3 separate regions of the Mus musculus genome follow, and all the other regions are linked to region 1. The links are chromatin contacts, called in public Hi-C and promoter capture Hi-C maps. All regions are on one chromosome and are shown on one strand. Each heading gives the region's core, a stretch centred on a gene start, on an enhancer-like site or on the middle of the called end of the contact. The rest is flanking DNA. Distances are from core to core; before and after follow the strand shown. Region 1 holds the start of Ccdc25 (coiled-coil domain containing 25). Region 2 overlaps Dpysl2 (dihydropyrimidinase-like 2). Region 3 holds the start of Msra (methionine sulfoxide reductase A).

Evidence for each region. Promoter capture Hi-C pulls out the DNA fragments that hold promoters and counts their contacts. A called contact is a pair of places that touch in the nucleus more often than the background predicts.
Region 2: a Hi-C map of CD8 T cells shows a contact between it and region 1, with 3 times the contacts expected there. The contact joins the enhancer-like site here to the promoter of Ccdc25 in region 1. A contact is called at or near these places in 3 of 39 promoter capture datasets (the C10 cell line and pre-B cells), 5 of 484 Hi-C or Micro-C datasets (CD4 T cells, CD8 T cells, double positive thymocytes and 1 more), 4 of 115 datasets of contacts at active chromatin or transcription factors (Th17 cells, large pre-B cells, pro-B cells and 1 more) and 1 of 9 other capture datasets (liver).
Region 3: a contact with region 1 is called in a promoter capture Hi-C map of pre-B cells, with 2.5 times the contacts expected there. The contact joins the promoter of Msra here to the promoter of Ccdc25 in region 1. A contact is called at or near these places in 3 of 39 promoter capture datasets (the C10 cell line, neutrophils and pre-B cells), 1 of 484 Hi-C or Micro-C datasets (CD4 T cells) and 1 of 9 other capture datasets (liver).

Annotation. Positions count from the first base shown.
Region 1 is chr14:65,836,025-65,838,724 of GRCm38.p6, reverse strand. Ccdc25 (coiled-coil domain containing 25) reads right to left here and starts at 1,423. Exons shown (of 9, transcript NM_145944.5): 1 at 1,241-1,423. The coding sequence starts at 1,268.
Region 2 is chr14:66,872,061-66,874,858 of GRCm38.p6, reverse strand. All of the region lies in intron 1 of Dpysl2 (dihydropyrimidinase-like 2), which reads left to right. Among named protein-coding and RNA genes, the nearest start is that of Gm5464, 4.6 kb to the right of the region's middle. Within about 2 kb of position 1,333, at least 55 of the 459 cell types and tissues checked have an H3K27ac peak or open chromatin away from gene starts, as enhancers often do. A contact at or near this core is called in CD8 T cells, pro-B cells and regulatory T cells, where this site is marked.
Region 3 is chr14:64,439,648-64,442,408 of GRCm38.p6, reverse strand. It overlaps Msra (methionine sulfoxide reductase A), which reads left to right and starts at 1,369. Exons shown (of 6, transcript NM_001253712.1): 1 at 1,369-1,699. The coding sequence starts at 1,564.

The sequences.
Region 1 (2,700 bases), core at 174-2,673:
GACATAAAATAATTTTTAGAAGTAGCATGGCTACAAAAAAGAAAAACAAACAAACACCTCACACTGAAGGACGCTTCACAAAATAATGCTTCAGTTAAAAGTATCATGAAAGGCTAGGTAGTACATGCCTTTAATCCCGGCACTGGGGAGGCAGAGCAGAGGGTAGCATGAATTCAAAGCCAGCCTGATCTACACTGTGAGTTCTAGGCCAGCCAAGGGCTACATAATGAGATCCTGTCTCAAAAATAAACAAACTAAAAAGTACTAAGAGACAAAACCACCAAACAATAACTCCAGATCTGGGGACCTAGAAAGTAATGCCAACGTCAGGGAGCCTTCAGGCAGGAGAGTCTATGTTTGAAGCAACCTGAGCCACTCACTGTCTCAAGAAGGGGCAAAAATCAACACAGCAGCCAACTGTGTAAGTAGGGCACTATGCTAAGGAGACAAGACAGACTGCCCCTCAAGAGACCTGCCCGGTAGCTCAAGCAGACACCTTTTAATACCACATGAGAGCAGTCCTAAAGGAATGTTAAGGGGGGTCCAGAAAGAAATGCATATTTTATCTTGACGAGGAAACTGGGTCTCACACAGTGTCTTCAAAAAGGCAAGCGCTATTTTAATGGGGTGAGAGTTTAAAATTAGAAATTGATTCTGGACAATATGGGCAGAGAAACTAAGTTGACGCGGCATTTCCTGGAAACCGAAACAGCTCTTTCTGGCCTTCCAAAACCAACCCAGTAGCCTTAGCAGACGTCCACTGGACCATCACCTCTGCCCAGGGAGGGGCTGTACTAACATTCCAGCCCTCCGATTGCTCTCCGCGGCACCCCAGGCCCTCCCTGCGTAGGAGGGCAAGCTACTCTTCCTGCAGGAGACATCTGCTGGCACCTGTCGCACTGGTCAAGCATCGCTCCAAGGTGCGGGCAGAACGCTAGGGCAAAGGCTTGCGACGGGGACGTGGGGGACTAGGCTGGAACGCACACACGTCCAGGAAGCGTTGGCGGGTCTGTCAAGTGGGGACGAGAATGATTACCGGGTATAAAGAAAGCGGGGGCGCATTCCCGCCGCGACCACCGGGGCCAGGGGACGACCAGGCAGCCGAGGGGACGGCCAAGCAGGGAACCAGAAGGCTCTGGGAGAGGTGCCCGCGGAAGGACGCGGTTCAGGACTAAGTCCAAGCCCAGCGCGGCGGCTGGGGAATGCCGGCTTTGGAAGCAGGGGCCCCGGCGTCACTCACCGCTGCTGCTGGTGAAGTAGAACACCATGATCCTGGTAGAAGAGTGGCGACTCCTACTCAAAACGCGAAGCTTGAGATACCGCCGGCGCGAGGGTGAGCCGGCTTCCAGGCTCTCCTCAGGACACTTCCGGCGGACGTGCCGTCGCGTCACAACGCCGTCCTGTCAGCGCCATCTTTAGTCCTGGCGAAGGGAAGGGTGTTGGCGGAAGAGCAGGTGTCCCGGGGATTTTGAGGATTCCGCTCAAGCGTCTGGTTGAAAGAAATTAGCTGGGGAAATACATCTTGTTTGAAGTCATAAAGAAAAAATACTAAGGGCAGACTTTATTTTCAGAGGCTCTACTAAGTGGACACGAGAGTTGGTCATCGCTTTTTATGTCTTCCCACTCAACCCAATATGGGCTCCATGCGTGCAGAAACTGCCTTTTTCATGCATGGTTAAGGGTCCCTGTAACCATTTCCTCAGGAGGCACTCAGTAAGAACCAATTTTTTTAAAAGATTTATTTATTATTATACGTAAGTACACTGTAGCTGTCTTTAGACACACCAGAAGAGGACATCAGATCTCATTACGGACGATAGTGAGCCACCATGTGGTTGCTGGGTTTTGAACTCCGGGCCTTCGGAAGAGCAGTCAGTGCTCTTTCTTACCCACTGAGCCATCTAACCAGCCCCAAGAACCAATTTTTAAATAAACTCATTCTCCCATTACTTGACATAGGTGAGGGTTTTGTTGTGTTTTTTGTTTGTTGACTTGACCAAACTAGTCAGAATAGAGTTAGGTAATGTTCATCAAACCCTATCTAAGCCTGAGATGGCCTCAGCAAGAATACAAGATGGAAGAAATGCTGCACTGTCTTGCCCAGTCAAACAATGAACTAAATTGCATCGAGGACAGAAGGTTCTCAAATGAATTGTTACTGTTACTACCCAGAGACACTCTCCTTTTTTGGGATTCCGAGTAGGGCTATTTTTTGTTCCTTTAAATCTAATGTCTGCTCCTTATTACCTACAAGACTGAACAAATACCAAACTTCTGAAGTTCAGAACCTCTTGCTATAAATTTACAAAATTCCACAGCCTTCCTAGGTTTGACTTGGAAGTTTTTCTTATTTCTGATAAAGAAAAAATATGAGAGTCCATTTCGGGCTGTATCCCTCCAACAAGCTCCAAAAGTCAGACCACACAAAAGGGCTACAGAAAAGGAGTTTTACCGTCCCTGGAGAGCCTAGTCTTTCATAGAGCAGGAAATTCTAGGCAAGTAGAACCTGATGGTAAAAATGTCCCCTCTTTGGCTTTAACTCTCTCAAAAGAAGAAACTAGCCAGAGTCTCCCACTAAGCAGTTTCCACTATTGTTCTAATTCTTTCACTTTACAAAACCCACTATCATTCTGGGTTTCCTGGTGCTGGTCAATGTTGTAGGCTATCCACCAGAGAAGACTGCTCCAACATGGGTTTAAA
Region 2 (2,798 bases), core at 84-2,583, 1.0 Mb before region 1:
TTGCTTTATGAAGTGTTGCTGTGGGGCCAGTTTGCTAAGACTGAAGGTCAGAGGCAACAACTCCTGCAGTGGCTCTGCTGTCTTGCATGCAAACGTAGGCCAGACTCTGGTAATTCTGTAATTCTGATGAATAGTGAAGATTTAAGAATGTTGGGCCAGTGGGGGATTTCGCCATCTGTTTTTGTCCATTGTGCCCTGAATGTATTGATAGATATACTCACTGTGCATCTAGACCTCCACAGGCCTATGAGGTGAACGTTATCCTTCCAGTGGGGAGAAACACTAAGCACTGTTTCATTTAAACGTTGGTATCCATCTGTGCTGGTTCTCATGACCGGAAGTCCAAGGCTGCCCGGAGAAACTGGTTTTAGTTGGGGGCAGGGAGAAATAAGACAAGAAAGGGATGGATTTGGGGGATAAGGGAAAGTGTTTTGGAGTGGGGGGTCAAGGATAGAAATCAGTGAAGACAGAGATGTCAGGTAGATCAGCCAAACCTTGCTCCCATACAAGGCAGAGCCTGAGTTCTCCAAATCAAGTGCTTTATCATGAAGACAACAGGCTTGCTGAACTAAGGGGTTCTTGGATTTGAATATTTCTCTTGCTCCAGCAAGAAGCTGTGCTTTATTTGAGGCCTCTTTGGGCTTCACTTTCTCCATCTATATGATAGGATGGGAAGCCCTGGTAGGGCTTGGGGAAAGATGAAAGATTTGTATTGTTTTTTTTTTTTTTTTTTTTGGTATTGAATTTGAACTTTGTTGGGGGTCAAATTCAGGACGTTGCATTTTGGGAGCCAACTCTCCCACTGAGCCAGACCTGCACATGGATTATGTGTTCAAGGTCTCAGCACCATGACTGACGGTGTCAGTCTGTTCTCCATAGATGCTGGTTCCTACCTTATTAGCTGCACAGTGACATTGCATCCGATTGGATTGATATTGAAAGCCAGAGAAGCGGAAAGCTAGCAGTGATGTTTAGCCCTCTTTTGTAGAATGAAAGAGCAGGCCACACTGCACTTTGGAGAGGAGAGGAAGTTCTCAGTAGGGGTGAAAGCTTCCTGCTAGCTCAGTTTCTTGGTTTCCACTTTCAGAAATAGAAGGTTTGGTCCTGTGGCTCAGTGCACAGAGGAAAATAATCTTGCTGAACTCAGCTGTGGAAGATTCAGGCCCTGAGGGTGGAGGCAGGGTCAGATAATTGGTGGGCAGACTGGCTCATATCACTGGGACTTAAAAGCCCTCTCCCAGTGTGAAACCCCAATGCTCCAGGATAAAGGAGTGAACTATGTGCATACTCTTCATTGGCCACCAGGGGGAAGACCTGAGACAGGAAGGCCAGCTAGGTCTGGGTGTCTCCATCAGGGACAGAGACCTCAAGGACATTCTGTATTCACACATACCAGGGTGCAGTGTGTGTAATCCTGAGATCCTTTGGGTGGTGTCTGTGCCAACTGGAGGCTGGAAGAGAAAGCTCGATTCTGTTTGCTTCTGTGGAATACCCTGATTTCCTTTGTGTCCCAATACCCGTCTTGGCCTCATGTAGTCAGGGGATCTTCAGGACCCTTTCAGAGCCCAAAGGGGGCGGGTAGTTCATATGGCCCAGTTCTGGTAAAAGTAGTCTATGACTGTTCTGATGATCCTCACTGAGCCACACCCAAAAGATGCACCCATGGAAGGTGGTAGCTGGTCTGGTCTCATGTATGTCTGCTTAGCTGTCCTTTGGCAATCTGGGCCCTTTGGGGTTTCATAGTCAGAAAAGCAGTCATCCTTGCCTGCACCCATCTGCAGCCCAGCACCCTGGTCAGAGCCTTTTGGTTTTGGCAACCCAGGATCCCTGCTCCTTCTCTTGGCCGCTGTGTCATCCTAACCTCTGCAGACCACATCGGACGGAGGCTGCAGCTCTGGGTAACTGGCCGCAATGGCTCAGGGGGGTGTTGCGGTTTTCTTCTTGGCCACATCTAGATTCCGATCTTCCCGTCAGCATTTTGTTTCCGAGTGTCCCTTCCCTGTGATATTCTCAATGTTGGGCTTCCGCAGCGCCTCAGAAGCAGAAATGGTCACTTCAGCTTTCCACATGGAAGGAAAATGAAACTAAGAACCTTGGAGGGCTGGGTCTGGACAGATACTGTATTGGGCAAACTACTGAGGAACTGAGAGCAGCTAGCTAGTCACCCTGGAGCATCAGATTGACAGCCTTCAGCTCACCACCCCACTTCCTGGCATAAGCACCTTATAAAGCCAGGGTGGGTGTTATCTCTACTCCATTCATCTCCACAAGCCATCTTTTCAAAACATAAAGCTCTCCTGCTGCACTCTTTACAAGGGTGAGCTGTCAGCAAGACTCTGTCACAAGTTCTTAGCACTGTGAGTACAAAGAAAGAAAGAAAGAAAGAAAGAAAGAAAGAAAGAAAGAAAGAAAGAAAGAAAGAAAGAAAAGAGATCTACCCTCCCGCCAGGCTCGGGGCTGAGTTGCACCACACAGTATAGGAGGCACATAGGACAAAGGTATGGATTAGGGAGGAAGGATGAAGAATGATGGAGAGGAAGGAACAACTTCAGAGGATGAGGGCGTGCCTACACAAGAGATGCTTGCCCAGCAAGCACAAGGCCCTGAGTTAGAGCCTTTCTCTGTCCAATCTACTCAAAATATAACTTTAGAAAATATAGTCATGGGGATATTTTCCTAGGGGCTCCTTGTATGATTCTGAGGTTCATTTCAAGATTAATGAGGCTCCTAGCAGTTAGGAGAAACAACATAAACTGTAGGCAGCTTTGTTCCTTGTCCCCTCTTCTCACAAGAACAAG
Region 3 (2,761 bases), core at 120-2,619, 1.4 Mb after region 1:
GCTTCTTTCTTTCAAAATGCTTGCATGAGTATAGTACAACCATTAGGATCATTGAAAACATTTAAACAGTGTACACAGAACCCTCAAAATGTTTAAAGTGGGGCCAGAGAGATGGCTCAGCAGGTAAAAGTGCCTGCCACCAAGCTTGGTGTTTTGAGTTGGATTTCTAGGACCACAAGGCAGGAAAGAAACTTTAGTAAGAGACCCACTACTCTGAATAATAAAACTCTAAACAATGCTTTTACTTTATTTTTTTAAACTCATTTCCCCTTGGTAGGTAAGTAGAAATGTGTGTGTGTGTGTGTGTGTATATATATATATATATATATATCTTACATACTAAATATTATGGACTGTGGTTCTGGGATACCTAACATTACACAAGCAGTTTCCCTTAACATTACAAATTCTTCCGTTACACAGTATTTAGTTACGAAGTTTTTCTTGCATGACCCTTGTTCTGTCAACCACAAAACAGAAAAAGCAAGTCACTGTGTGTCAAAGGGCAGTAAATTACAAGTACAATTTTTTTTAACACATTTTTTTTTAGTGACCAGGCCCTCTTCAAGCCTGGACGGGACATCTTGGATCTTGGGATGGTTTCAGGCAAGGCCTCGTAGAAAGAACCTGCTTGGCATAATGTCACAGCAAAAGCAAGCCACAAGTAAACTGTTGAGAACAAGTTGGCCCAGGAGACTTTTACATTATAAGACAAACACCTTAATCTGTTTAACGTTGTGTGTCTGGCAACATTCTATGCAGTACACTAATCCTAGTCCTTATATTACAGTCCCACATGAACACAAAGTGGTAACTAAACCCACGGAGAAGCTTAGCTTCAAAGCTTCAAATCCCTGTGGGCGCTAATCCTCAGTTCCTTCCTTCATGTGAGACTACCCGCCCATTTTGGCAGTGTGTAAATCAAAAATCTCATACAGGACCTCTGAAATCACTCATCTGGTCCTAGCCACCTAAAGATTAAGGCTAGAGATTCAGTTTAGGAATATTCTCTCATAATTTCTGAAGTCCGTCTGGTCCAACTTCACCATTAACTTCATTCACATAAAGCGTTTAACAATGTATTTGTGCCTACATTGTTTACTTTATGGGCTGTGAGATGCGCTGAAGAATGTATTTATACATTTATACACGTACACACACTATATGTTTATATTTCATGTTGAGTACTTGATCCTTTGTGGTGTTGAGAATTGTGCTTTGGTTTCACTTTGGATCGATGTGACTTATCAAGATGGTTCCGATAGAAATAGACAAATTTCCTAGCTGTCCATCTAGCCATCCTCTTATAGGTCTGCCTTTCTTCTAGCTCGCTGCCTTTTTATGCACACACATTGATTTCCCTTTTCTACTTTGTGGTTGAGTGAGTACATCGCACCCGGAACCCTGGCTGCGGAGGTGGAGAAACGGCAGCAACTCTGACCTCCCGCGGTGGCGCCCAGCCAGCATCAATTTTGGCCCGCGCGGCTTCACGTACTCTGGGAACTTTGTCCCTCAGAGACAGCCAGGCCTGGAGGTCTGCCCCGCGAGACGGACACGCCGCCCATGCTCTCCGCCTCTAGAAGGGCTCTCCAGCTCCTCTCTAGCGCCAACCCGGTACGGAGGATGGGCGACTCAGCTTCGAAAGTCATCTCCGCAGAGGAAGCCTTGCCGGGACGCACCGAGCCGATCCCTGTAACAGGTAAGGTGGCACGGCTGCTGAGCATGCGCGTGGAGCCTGCGCACAGCGCCCTCCCGGAAGAAGACGTGCGGGACCGCGGGTGGGTCCCAGGTCGGAGTCTACGCGTGCGCAAAGAAGCAGCGAATCCCCCCCTCCCCCCAGTTCTCCCGCCCCCCAGCCCGGGAAGGGCGGGAGCTCAGCTGGGCAGTCTCCTGCCTGCGTGCTTCTCTTTGTTTGAGTCTCGCTCTGAAAGACTTTAGCGTTGGGATCGACCCAGCCCGTTTGCTGGTCTGCAGCTCCGTATTTGGGGCTAGTGGAGTCTGGTGGGAGCCCAGCCTTAGTCTTCCTTTTCACCTAGGCCTCTAGGAGCGTCTAGCGGTGCCAGTTCATGGAAGCGCTGGAGGCAGACCTAACAACGCTGGGAACTTAGGTTTTGAAGTGTAATTTTCGGCCAGAGCTGGTTGCAAGAACCCTCCCCAGTTTGTAGTTATTTCAAGGGCATGCTGGGTTGTCTCCCCCGTTTGCAGAAACTCCACGTGCTATGGATGAAGCCTCTAAGAGGTGTCTGTGTGTGCTCCCTTAAGCCCCAGGCGCACGTGAGAAGATCAGCTGATTACCTGTGTGACTCAGTTTTCTCCTTGCACCACTTAGGACCTAGGAGTTGAAATCGGATTGTAGTTCTTGTTGACCTTTTACCTTGTCAGCCCTATTGTAATGTTTCTAACCCCCCACTCTTGGGAGTATTCGTTCCTGAAAGGTTCTCACTGTTCCCAGTACAGAATCCAAGTTCATGTGCTTTCCACTTGGAAAGGGACCTGAATATTTTAGAAAGAGTGGGGACAAAGAGAATGACTTATTTGGTAAGTTAGCAAAACCAGAAGAAGGTGGCCAGGTAAACTGTTTTTTTTTTTTTTTTTTTTCAGGCTCCATTTATCTTCAGGCAGAGAGGGTTGAGGAGAGGGGTTTAGGGCAGGAGCTGACAAATTATAGGCCTCTAGGTATCTTTCTAGTTTGGAGTTAGGCGTCATAAACCTGGAGGCCAGCGATCCGTTGACCTGACCCGTAATCACAAGGCTACTGGAT